Linked DNA regions of Sus scrofa: region 2 is linked to region 1. A link is a contact called in public HiChIP or PLAC-seq data. All regions are on one chromosome and are shown on one strand. The core of a region is the stretch at or near the end of the contact, and the rest is flanking DNA. Distances in the headings are between cores, read along the strand shown.

What was found. HiChIP or PLAC-seq counts read pairs in DNA pulled down with a chosen protein or histone mark.
Region 2: an H3K27ac HiChIP or PLAC-seq map of alveolar macrophages shows a contact between it and region 1, with 4 times the contacts expected there. The contact joins the promoter of WIPF1 here to the enhancer-like site in region 1. A contact is called at or near these places in 6 of 47 Hi-C or Micro-C datasets (blood, embryonic fibroblasts, retroperitoneal adipose tissue and 1 more) and 2 of 2 datasets of contacts at active chromatin or transcription factors (alveolar macrophages and skeletal muscle).

The regions. Positions count from the first base shown.
Region 1 is chr15:80,560,376-80,567,012 of Sscrofa11.1, reverse strand. The region is part of intron 2 of WIPF1 (WAS/WASL-interacting protein family member 1); the gene reads left to right. Among named protein-coding and RNA genes, the nearest start is that of WIPF1, 83 kb to the left of the region's middle. Within about 2 kb of position 2,667, at least 6 of the 83 cell types and tissues checked have an H3K27ac peak or open chromatin away from gene starts, as enhancers often do. A contact at or near this core is called in alveolar macrophages and retroperitoneal adipose tissue, where this site is marked.
Region 2 is chr15:80,643,413-80,650,049 of Sscrofa11.1, reverse strand. WIPF1 (WAS/WASL-interacting protein family member 1) reads left to right here and starts at 3,588. Exons shown (of 9, transcript XM_021074985.1): 1 at 3,588-3,740.

The DNA.
Region 1 (6,637 bases), core at 1,418-3,917:
AAAAAGACAAAAAAACAAAACGAAAAACAAAACAAGCAAACAAACAGAACATCATTGTAAGTAGGGTAAGCAGATACTAGCTGCCATAACAGAAAGACATATAATGCAAATGTTTCCCTAAGTAAGATTATACCAGTTTATATTAGCAGGACACAGACTCGTACAAAATGAGTCTTTATGATCTCTGTTTATGAGATTATTTTTAAATGATCAGCCCTCTAGGTAACTACTGATAAATTTATGGGGAAGAGGGTAATTCCTTTGTTTCTGCTCTTTTAGATCACATAATGCCCATATTTTAACACTTCGAAAGTAGAATTCTTCTTACAATAAATGCATACATTTAATCCGGTACAGATTCTTCTTCCCTCTAAAAAGCTCTAAGGGGCGGGGGGAGCGTTTTGCTGTTGAAGAAGGCGGTGTTTGAGAATGGAGAGAATACGCTATTCTGAAACATGCTTCCCATACCAGGGAAATACTACACCATAACAGGTAGTCATGGAAACACAACTTGAAAAGCCAGAATTATAAAAAACAAATGTTCATATATTTTATATATGTCACCGTTGCCCTTATTTAGTCTCTGTTGACTTGGGTCACCATAGGAGGGTCATGGGCTGGGATTCTTTACTGCTTTTCTGAGACTGTGGGAACCATGCTGATGTGCTGTCATCTCCGTCTGCTCTGCTTTCTGTTTCTGTAGATTATGTGGAGGATTCTTTACCTGATGGATGCAGAGACTGTTGATTATTGTTCTATTGTCATTAAGCTGGGACTGATCTATGTGTTGAATGGCGTGATGTATGCATTTAAAATTCTCTCTGAAGTCCAGAATCATAACTGTCTTTATTTGCATCAGGTTCTCATTTCCACTTTTGTCGGCCTTTGATTATAATAACATCCCCAACAGCAATATAAATACTAGCCTCAACCGCTCTCCTCTACATCACAGCCCTCTCCCTGTCCCTCTTCCTTCTGCCTTTTCTTAGGCTTATAGAAAGGAATTAAGTGAAATCTCCTTAGAATTTAAAAGAAGCCTTAAGGCCATCATGACATTGGACCACAGGGAGGGAGACGGGCTTTCTGGCATCAGCCCTGCCACCACCTGCTCTGTGACACAGGCAGGTCACTTAACCTCTCTGGATCCCTGATTCCTCATCTGTAAATGGTAGTGTGGACTCATCCATTCTTAGAATTCCTTTACTCTAAGAAACTGATGCCGATCTGGGAACACCTGGGCACAGAGGGAGGGCAGAAAGCACTTTCACGTCCAACCCTACCTGTGGGCATCCCTGGGGAGCGTGGCATCCAAGGCCACCACGTCAGCCACATGGTTAGAACCTTCCCCCCGCCACACTGACCTCTCCTTATCTCCATGGTTTCCTAACTTGTTTCCTTTATCTTGTCACTGCCTTACCTTCTTTTCTGATGGGATTGTTTATGCATGTATTTGTTTGCAACTTCCTCAACCCATTTTTCTCTCCCCACTGCCCAATAACGAGAGCACCATTTGCACAGCTCAGGGGCTTACCTGCTGATCTTTCCCTGGAAGACCGTCAGGTAGGCTTTCCCTGGTGTCCTTTCCCTGGGAGAGTTCCATTAATCTAAGCCTTCCCCAAAGAAGGCTCAAATCAAGCCTTGACATTGCTTAGTCACTGCTTTAGGGGGAACAGTGTTAAACCTTTAAAGGAATGTATGTTACAGTAGAATTTTTTTTCTTTTTTTTAGGGCCACATTTGTGGCATATGGAGGTTCCCAGGCCAGGGGTTGAATTGGAGCTGCAGCTGCCAGCCTACGCCACAGCCACACCAGATCCAAGCCATGTCTGTGACCTACACCACAGCTCATGGCAACACCACATCCTTAACCCACTGAGCAAGGCCAGGGATTGAGCCCACAACCTCATGGTTCCTAGTCAGATTCATTTCTGCTGCACCATGATGGGAACTCCTGATTTTCTTTTTCATTCAACAAATAATATTTATGGAGCACCTGCCAGGTATCAGACACTGTTCTAGATGCTGAGGAGACAGCAGGAAACAAGGTCCCATGGCGCTCGAATTCTTGTGGGGAGAGGTGAGCAAGTAAATCAACAGTTAAATAAGTGAAAACATGCCAGGTGGTGACATGTGCTGTGCATGAGAGAAAGCAGGAGCAGAGATGGGACATGAGAGAGGGCATTTTTGCTGACAACTGGAGAATAGGAAGGAACCAGGAAGCGAGTGAACCAGGGGAGAGGGCTTGCAAGTGTCATGGCCCAGCACGCACATGAGCTGGTGCATTTAAGAAACAGAAAGAGCTGGAGTTCCCATCGTGGCACAGCAGAGACGAATCTGACTAGGAACCATGAGGTTGCGGGTTCGATCCCTGGTCTCACTCAGTGGGTTAAGGATCCAGCATTGCCGTGAGCTGTGGTGTAGGCTGCAGATATGGCTTGGATCCTCCGTTGCTGTGGCTGTGGTGTAGGCCCGCAGCTGCAGTTCCGATTGGACCCCTCGCCTAGGAACCTCCATATGCCACGTGTGGCCCTAAAAAGCAAACAAAGAAAAGAAACAGAAAGGGTTAGAAGGTAATTAGCAAGAGGGAGTTCACTTGAGATGAGGTCAGAGAGCAGAGGTGGGGCTGAGGGTTCGGATCTTGTGGGCGGAGGCAGAGAGCTTGGATTTTTAAAGCGAAAGAAGAAACCACTGGAGAGCTTTAAGCAGAGGGAAGACCATTGTGTGATTTATGTCCTGTGGTGCCTCACCGACACGTCATAAATGTGTCCAAAGTTGACTGCGCTTACACGTTGTCACTAAAGATGAAATAGACCCAAACTCTGCACAACTGCTCCCTCACGTGTCTCGTGGGCTCCAGACTTCTACGTGACATGCTCTCCTCTCATTGAGTTTCTTCTAATGGATGCGAATAGCCACGAACTGCAGTGTCCTCTGTGTGTGTGGGAGGGGGAAGGAAGGGCCCCTTACTTAGAGAACTTCACAATAATTCTATAAATACATAGAGGAATCATCCCATTGCCCATGTACTCTTTTTAGACCCAACCATGGTTAGACTTCCCCAAAGAGCCACTCGGGGACTTCCTTGGCAGTTGATCAAGTTTCCTGCTTTCCCGAGGTTCGTGCAGGGGCAGGGAGATAATAGCTGCAGGCCTGCACCTCTGTCCAGCCCCAGGCCTCCAGGTATTGACTCCTGTGTTGAATGTCCCTTGGACTTGAGGCCCTGCGTTAGGTGAAAAGAAGTGAGTCTGTGCCTTCAGGTGGCAGCAGGCAGAGCAGAGGACTCTCGGTATTAATCCTTGGAAGCTCCACTTCCAGGAATTCTGCCATGGCTTGGCATCATGAAACTCCTTGTGCGGCTGGATCCATACCCCAAAGAATTTAAAAGCATATTAGACGCCACCTATCCCAGCACTCCTCAGTGGGAGCACTTCTGGCATTTTGGGTGAGACAGTCCTAAGCATCACAGGAAACTTCACATTTCTGGTTCCACCCATGAATCCCCCCACCTCCCCCCCAGTTCAAACCCAACTGAAATACCTCCACACATTTCCAGCAGCCCCCGAGTGGAGAACTACTGGTCTACGCGGTCCTGTCATTTTACGGGTAAGGGAATATTAGGCACCCTATGGTCTTGTCATGCGTTTTTCCTCTGAACCCAGTAGAATCAGGACCCAACGTTCAAATTTTACAATGATATTAGTTTCTGAAATATGCCCCTATTTTTCATTCTCTCAGCGGATACCATTTTCTCAGAGTTAAATGGTGTGTGTCACAAATAATGTCTGAACCTTTCCGTTAGGTCAAAGAAAAATTATGAGCATTTCCAGATGTTTTATACCTTTCTCAAGGTTTTGGTATAATATTTTCTACATAGATTCCATGGCCTACGCAACGCTTAAGAGTCCTTTGACAGTGGGGAATCTGATTTTCCTCCTTCCGCACTCATCATCTCCGTGCTTTTTGTCAAGCATCTTCTGGGAGAGTTATTGTTACCCCATTAAGTATGGGGCACAGAAACAAGACATTTCGCCATAGACAGCTCTGACCTGCAGCTGACTTGAGCTATACAGGCATGCCTCAGAGATATCGCGGATTCCCTTCCAGGCCATCACAAAAAAGTACACACCGCGACACAGCGAGTTGTTTTGGTTTCCCACTGCATATAAAAGTTATGCCTCAGGAGTTCCCATCATGGCGCAGCGGAAACAAATCCAACTAGTAACCATCAGGTTGTGGGTTCGATCCCTGGCCTCGCTCAGTGGGTTAAGGATCTGGCGTTGCTGTGAGCTGTGGTGTAGGTCACAGATGCAGTTCAGATCCCATCTTGCTGTGGCAGTGGCTCCGATTCGACACCTAGCCTGGGAACCTCCATATGCCGCAGGGGCAGCTGTAACAAGCAGAAAAAAAAAAAAGAAAAAAAAAAAAGGCATACTTTAAAAATTTTGTGCTTATACTACACTGTAATCTTTGTATTTTGTCTTTTTAGGGCCGCATCCATGGCCTATGGAGGTTCCCAGGCTAGGGGTCCAGTTGGAGCCATAGCTGCTGGCCTACACCACAGTCAGAGCAATGTGGGATCCAAGCCATGTCTTCGACCTACACTGCAGCTCATGGCAATGCCGGATCCTTAACCCATTGAGCTAGGCCAGGGATTGAACCTGCGTCCTCATGGATACCAGTCAGATTCCTTAACCACTGAGCCACTTCGGGAACTCCTACACGCTAACCTATTAAGTGTGCAGTAGCAACATGTCCAAAAACCAATGTGCATACTTTAATTAAAAACTTTTATTACTGTTTTAAATCAAATATACCTTTATTTAAAAAAAAAAAAAAACACACTCCATTCAAGTGGAGCCATCCCCAGGTTCCAGTAGCAGTAGCATCAAAGATTGGTAATCACAGATCACCATAGCAGAAATAATAATAATGAAAAAGTTTGAAATATTGAGAGAATTATCAAAATGTGATACTGAGACACAAGGTGAGCAAATGTGGTTGGAAAAATGGTGCTGATAGACTTGAGGTGGTGACGGACCTTCCGTGTGTTAAAAACAAACAAATAGAAACTGACATCTGTCAAGCACCAAAAGGCGAGCTGTGTCTATACATCATTTATCCTGACTTGGGCACCCAGATCAGGTTTCACAACTCATTTGCCTTCCTATACCTGACCAGCTCTCTTCACCTGCATTTGTAACTTACTCCTTACATACTTGGATGCTCTGTAGATGAGGAAGAATCCCTTACCTTACTTATTTGTATAGTTTAGAGCTTTCAGTTCTTGAGTGACTCTTCCTTAATCCTAAATGTTACCTACCACCAAGACGGAGAATGATGCTCTAAAATGGAATTTTCCTGGGAATTCCCTAAGTGGCTCAGTGGTTAACAAACCGGACTAGTATCCATGAGGACACAGGTTCGATCCCTGGCCTCGCTCAGTGGGTTAAGGATCTGGCGATGCCGTGAGCTGTGGTGTAGGTCACACACATGGCTCGGATCTGGCGTTGCTATGGCTGTGGCCTAGGCCTGAGGCTGGAGTTCCGATTGGACCCCTAGCCTGAGAACTTCCATTTGCTGTGGGTGCGGTCCTACAAAGACAAAAATTAATAGTAATAAAAAAATGAAATGGAATTTTCTTGAAGGACTCTCAGGGTCCGTGAACAGTTATTTTGGTGGAGGTGTCTGGAGTGCAGTTGGGCTGTGCACCAGCTGGAGGGGTCAATCTTGTTGCTGTACCTTGTTGCTGTACAAAAAGGTATGTTCCACCTGATGGGAAGGAGAAACATTTCAGTGTTCAAATGTAGGGCTTTTTCTTGCTTCTTAAGTAAAGCCCATCTAGCTTCTTTTTCTGCAGAAAAGGAGGAAGAAACGAGCAACAAATTAATCAGACAGGAAGCGAATAACCACAGAAGGACATCTGCCTCTGACTCAGTATGTCACATTTAACAAGAGGCCAGAGCTGGTCCAAAATGGCTATCCCCAAACCATCCCACGTTTGCGTTAGAAGATGATGCCTTTCTCGGGGATGGTTTTTCTCTCATGTCTCGCTTCTCTCTGTCTGCCTGTGTCCCTGATTCATGCCTTCCTGCAGTCTCCTTTAACGGTAAGGAACATTATATTCAAACTAAATGTCTTTCCTTTATCAGCCAGCGGGAAGGACTCAATGGCTTTTAAGCGGCAAGTGTGTTGAGATGAGGTTGTGTGATTTTTCAGTAGAGGACCGAGTGGTTGCGTTCTGTTGCACACCGTGCTGGCTGTACTTCTCTGGTGATTGTGGGTGATTTAGAACTTGTGTTTTAAACCGAAATATAAAGCAGGATTGTTTTTTGGGTAGACTTTTTCCTGACCCCTGGACAAGGTTGGATCCACAGGAATTTTTTGCTCCCAGTTAAAATGGGGCTTTAGGTCTGTAGCTGTATCCTTTTGGCGGATGGTGCTGTCGTCCACATGACTGCCTCTGAATTGTCACTTTGGCCAGCATTGCCACTTTGGCCAGCAGCAGTAAATGCTTTTAAAGCAAAAGGAGTCACCGGAAGCTTCAAAGGAAAGTACTGTGAGGCTAAGCTCCTGCTGGTTTGTTGCTATAGACGTGTTACCTAAACTCAGATCCCAAACCATTTCTAAGCAGTCTTTTA
Region 2 (6,637 bases), core at 2,339-4,838, 82 kb before region 1:
ACGCCATAGGATACCTGAATTGTTTAGAATGAGAATTCATTTTTAGTAAGGAAAGAAGATGATGAAGATTGCAAATATTTAATAAATTTGCTATCCTGGGAGTTCTTGTCATGATGCAGCGGAAACAAATCCGACTAGGAACCATGAGGTTTTGGGTTTGATCCCTGGCCTTGCTCAGTGGATTAAGGATCTGGCATTGCCGTGAGCTGTGGTGTGGTGTAGGTCTCAGACATGGCTCAGATGGATCCCGCGTTGCTCCAGCTGTGGCATAGGCTGGCAGCTGTAGCTTCAATTAGACCCCTATCCAGGGAAACTCCATATGCCACGGGTGCAGCCCTAAAAAGCAAAATAATAACAAATTTGCTATCCTGGACTAAAATTAAAATTGTCATATTCAACTCTTACTATCTTAAGTTTTTGGGGGGAATAAGGTGTGGGACAAATAAGAAAAATGTTCAGCCTTCAAGAACTCAGATCTTCAATTCTGGAGGTGGGTAAATCCATGAAATATGCACTGGCCATCCACTGGGTGCAAAGCAGCCAACCAGGCTCCTTCCTCCTCCCATACACCCCGATTCTCTGCAGCATCCCCTGACCTAGCATGTGCTCTTGTCCCACACAGCATTCCATGTTCTCCCTGCATTAATTCAGAAGAGAAAACCCGGGTCTCTTGTCAGTAGAAAGCCTTCAACCAGATCTACTGGAGTCCCAATAATTTTCTTCAAAGAGAAATACGTTTTCTTCTTTTGCTTTTAGGCACCAGGGAATCTGGATGCCGGTCAGTTTAGGTCATTTACACCAGCAGAAGCTCCGAGGTGGAAAAAACCCAAGAAATAGGGTCAAGAGTCAGTATGCATAGTAGTTAGAGCCAGGGTGTTAACAGCAAAATCACCTAGATTCTGATGTTCACAAGCTAAGTGATCTTGGGCAGGTTACCTAAGCTCTTCAAGTCACAATTTCCTCATCTGTAAAATGGTGAGAAATACCTATTTCACCAATTTGCTGTGAGAATTAAATGAGATACTATCGAAAAAGGACCTAGCTTAGTGCTTGGCATTCATTCACACAATGGTAATGAGCACTAAGGATGTGCCTGCCAGGTGCTGGGAGTACTGTGGTGAACTGGTTGTCTTCACATGCCCTTCCCCCCAAATGGGGGACAGAAGGGAAAGGAGACAGGCATTTAACTAGTAATCATGAGAAGCAGATAATTGTTAGAGGAAGTTCTAAACCACCATAGGGCTAGTTTAGAGGTTAGGCTGAGTCCCAAATGGTGGCTCTGCAATGGTAAGCCCAGGCACATACATGTCATTAATAATACCATGTTCTGGTAAATTTGTCTTAATTTCTCCCCTCTCAATGTCCTCCTATCTAGCATCCCTTCTCCTTCTTTCTCAAGATCGTCATAACATTTCTAGCCTAGTTTCATCTTCAAGCAGCATTCAAGAAGCCATTTTTTTTCTTCATTCATTCACATCAAAATGTCCATGACTATAAAGGTTTAGCAGAATATCCTTCCTGCTACTAACTTCATTCAGTATCTTCATTTTAAGGTACGAGTTGACATCACCCAAGGGAAGAAGGTATCTGTGGTAGGATTTTAGGTTTCGATCTTTTTAAATTAATTTTTTAACTTTTTTGGCTTGAAATTATTTCAAACTTAGAATTAAGTTGTGAAAACAGTAAAAAAAAATAATAAAATAAATAAATAAATATTTTTTTTTCCCAAGTACCCTTCACTCAGCTTCCCCAAATGTTAGCATCTCACAAAACTATAGCTCAATTACTGAAACTAGAAAATTACCACTGATAAAATACGATTCAGGTTTTAACCTTATTGACAGACGGTGTTGTTGTCTGAGGAAAGAGAGCCAGGGCACTCTGGACAAATGATCATTGGCTTTATGGGTGATTTAAAACAGGAGACAATTCAGAACACCCTTTATTTTTGGCTTCTGATGATGAAAGTATCAGAAGGAACAAGTATTTTATCTTCCTAATTTTCTTTTGTGTGTACTAATGCAAAATTTACATGGATTTTTGGAAGACATGAGTTCTTATCCCAACCAGTATTTAATCAATTGTTTAAAAGTTGTCAGGAGCTCTACTGGGCTTTGGGGAATTAAAGATAAGTGAAAATTGCTGTTCTACCTGTGTGCTGTTGCTCTGCTCATCTTTAGAGGGATTATCACATTTAATCCTCACAACATTCCTAAAAGGCTAAGAGCTATTGTTATTCCTATTTGACTGAAGCACAAATTGAGGCTTAGAGGGCTGGTAGGAGGCAGCTCCCGGGCTTTTAACTTTCATGACACCTTGTGATAAATGCTTTGGTTTTTTTTCCAAGTCTGGAATAATACGTTGACATATGCAATGGCTTGTCTTCATTTTATGTAAAACATAACATGCATATCACCACGGAAATGGCTGAAAAAGAAAAGCTTACCCAAAGATGGGTTCATTCAGGGACAAAAGTTTGTCATTGAGAAGTTTACCCATGTTACTAAATCTCTTTCCCAGAAGAATTATTGTATCTGTTAAGAGCATGTCAAGGTGCAAAGGTGCACATGGGGACTGGCCTACAAGCAGACAGCCTAAAGTCAAGGATGAAGGGCCTCTTCAAGCTAGGACATCCATTCTGAAGTGCATGTATTCCCACCTGTCCTGCTTTTATTCGAGGGATATACAGCCTTGGTATTTTAACATGAATAAACATGAAAACCATTTTAATGGTTTAACATTTTAACCATGTAATATGATTACATGGTTATTATATCGATCACAATTTGTTGTTCTTTTCAAACACATAGATTCTAACATCTGTGTTGTCTTAGTGTGAGCTTGTGCTTGGATCCTGGAGGTGGCCGCTTTCAGAGCTGGTCAGTAACAGCTCCGGCAATGGCGTAGAACCTCAGGTTTCTCCAACTGTTTGCTGCTGGTGCTACCATATTTGAGGATGTGGGTGGCTGATTAGCTACATCCCTACTAGGAGTGGAACTACTCAGAGAATCCTGCTGGTTCTTGGTGGGGGGACTTGCCTTCTTTCCATAAGACGAGCACTGCTGTCCCCACACAGTGGGCAGAGAGAAAGATGCAGGTGGACCTTGGGTCTTTGTGGGTGCCACTCCATTTTAAAATTCATTTTTTTAAGATGAATTTCAATTTAAGGTGTTTCCAAGCCGGACTCTCTGAGGACAGAGAAGGCCGGGAAAAGTCTTTCCCTCTCTTGGGGTTGCGGGGGGTCGGGTACGGGGGTGGTGATGGCGGTGGTGAAGGGACCCCGACAGCGGGAAGCTGTGGAGTCTTCGGAGGAAAGGGCCCTGGAGCTGGACACCCCTTCCAGTTCCCACCTCTTTGCAAACCCAGGGGAGGGGAAGGAGCGACACAGGAGCCCCAGCTTCCAATCGCCCCATTGCTGCCACGCTCCGTCGAGGCCCTAGGCCGTGGGGCGCAGAGCCTCAGCTCCAGGCAGCGCGGGCGCGGCGCACAGAGAGGAGGCGAAGGGCCGGCAGCGGCCTCGCGGCGCGTCCACATGCGGCGGGGCCGCAGGGGGGGCGGGGGGGACGGGGAGCCGAGGGGGAGGGTTTACATCCCAGCGAAGTTCCCGGATGGTCGCAGCCTCCCGGCGCTGAGCGCTTTTCCTGCCCGGCCGGCTCAGCCCTACGAACCGGGGAGAAGTTTCCCTAAGAAAAATGCCCGGCGCGCCGCAGGGCCCTGGAGCTGCCCGGAGCCGTTGCACGGTAAGGGACGCGCCGCTGCCGCTGCCAAGGGCGCGACCGGGTTCCGGGGACTCAGGGCAGCGCCCGTGGAGACCCTCTAGGCCCCCAGGGACCCCGAGGAGGGCTGGGCTGGGCATCTCGGCTCGGCGCCGGGTGGGCGCGGGCGGGGGCCGCGGGGACGTCGGGGCTGCGTCCGCTGCGGGCGGGGGCGGGCGCGCGGTCTCGGGAGGGGCGGACTCGGGCCCCGCGGCTTGCGCGTCCAGTACCCGCGGGCAGAGAAGGAAGGGGCGGCGGACCGTGAGGGTCCGGACGCGGGCGCCTTCTGGGCTGGGCGCGCCGCTGGGCTCCGCAGATCTCCGGCCACCCGGGGGCTCGGCCCGGCTCCCGGCTTAGGTACCCACGGCAGGGGCTTCGCTGCGATGCGCTGGGGCCGCGTCTACCCCACCCATGACAGGCGAATGGAGACTTTAGGGCACCCCGAGGCCAGTTTCTGCCAGGGAGCTGCCTCTGCTTCTTCTCAGGGGAGTTGTGCCCATCCCGCAACGCGGCTTCCCAGACTCGCCTCCCGCCGGGTGCCCCAGGCTGAGCCTCGCGCTGCGGGCAGTGTAGACGCTTGCGTTAGATGTGTGCGGTGACCTTAAAGGACGTCCAGTCCCCGTCAGCTCTTTTCCCCCCAGGGCCTCTCCGGAACTTTCGGAACGGCTTCACTTCAGTCTCACTCCCTCTACTTTTTCTGTTAACATATTTTTTTTTTCTTCTTTTTTTAAAGTACTGTTAGAGAAAGTTGCAAGCGTAAGAGAAACCAGCTGACCCAATCCGGGCGACCCAAATCTTCAACTCGTGGTTAGACTTTGGACTCCTGGAGCTTAACAAAGGGTGTGTCTGTGAGGAACCGAGCCTGGCCAGGTCCTCTGGTCCTGCTTAATCCCAGAGGAATACATATTCCTTCCTGGGCCACGGGCTGCTGACTTTATCTCAGTTCTCTGGGAAGCCTCTCAAGTTGTCAGCAGTGACTGGGTGGACTTGGTCCCATTTTGTGAAAATTGTGTGACACCGTTGTCCCCTGAATAGTCACTGGATTCCACCCCCAATCACTGGCCGAGTGTAGTCCCAGACTTTAGGCGGTGCAGCCGCGGAGCCGCTGGACCGAATCCCACCCTGGGTGGGTTTTCTTTTGCCAGTTTCCCAAGGCAATTCCAAAACAATACTGTAGCTTCATTTTGAGTCGTTGGCATATTTTTCCTCCTCAGAAAAAGCCTTTTTCTGTTAACGGTTAAAATAACTCCAAAGAGTTTTCATTTTCAGTTTTTATGAAATACCCTTGGACTTCTGGAGGTGAGAAAATCAGCATAGGCCATTGGCATTTGCATCTTAATTCCTCTTTACAGTGCTCACAAGACTGCTTTCTCCTCTTGTGTATCTTGACTCATCTGTCATCTTCACAGGGCTGAGTCTCAGGGACCAAATCCCCAGCTACCTGTAGCAGCCCATTACCCGTTGAGTGGAATTGTGCAGACTGGACTTTGCAGTGGTTATTAGACTATTCTAGTAACCTCATCATCTTTTTTGGCTCCCTGAGCAGCACAAAAACTCTTAGGTTTTTGTGATGTAGAGCAAAAAGATTTGTAAGCAAGGTAAGATCAGATGTGGGTTCATTTAGAGACAGTGAGATTATTTCCAGCTGTAGAGATTCATGCCTTTCATTTGTTTGTTCATTTCACCAATTAAGTGTCACTTTCTGGTCCTTTAGGCATATCATGTGTATTGTGCAACTTGAGCCTCACTTATCCAAGAAATGGAGTTGATAACCTTTGCCCTTTCTCCATCTCATCCTGTGAGGATCAAGTGGGATAATGGTGTGTGAAGCAGCAAAAAGCAGCACAGCACAAGGCATTAGAGGGGCACCATGCAGTATGTAGCACCATGACATGAGAGCAATAAAGAGCTAAAGGAGGGGAGTTCCCGTCTCGGCTCTGCAGGAACAAATCCAACTAGTAACCACAAGGTTGCAGGTTCGAGCCCTGGCCTTGCTCAGTGGGTTAAGGATCCTGTGTTGCCGTGAGCTATGGTGTAGGTTGCAGATGGGGCTCTGATCTTGTGTGGCTGTGGCATAGGCCAGAGGCTACAGCTCTGATTCTACTCCTAGCCTGGGATATGCCGTGGGTGTGGCCGTAAAAAGCAAAAGCAAAAAAAAAAAAAAAAAAAAAAAAGAAGCTAAAGGAGTGGGACAGGGCTGGTGGAGAGAAAGTGGTATCCCTTTACCTGTTAAACTTACTGTCTCAGTTGCTTTGCTCAGGGATGAGCCTGCTTTTGAGGGGAGTATTCATCCCTGGCTCTATGTCACAGTCTTGGTTATTTCAGGGTGTTCTTAACTATGGATAGGACTTCTACAGTGCACATCAGGAGAACAGAAGGCAAAGTACCTTTTTGGTTGTTGCTGTAGCCCCTTCACTTTAAGCATCTGATATTTAGGACTCTGCCTCCCAGAGCCATCGTCTTCCTGAAGCCTGAGGTCTACCAAATTCCTAATGATTTTCATACAGAGGTCTCTGCCACTGTGACCAACATTCCACAGTGATGCCACAGTGATGCCACAGTGCTGGAAGGTTTGGTAGGCTTATGCCTTGTGAATAACCAGGACCCACATATGTGAATCAGGTCACAGTTGAAATCAAATGAGACACTCATTCTGCCTTGAGGGTCCCTGTTAGGGGTCACCGCTGTGCCTTGTGTTAGGGGTAGAAGGGGACCTAGCTCAGAAGGAGGTGGAGTTTCCCCCTGAATGCTTACCTTCTGGCAAAGATGAGACATGGTTTCGAATAGCAGGAGTGAAGGGCAGAATGTGGTAAATAAGATTTTTTGAAAGTTGCAAATCAAATACAGGGAATGGAGAGGAGAGTGAAATTAATTCCAGCTGG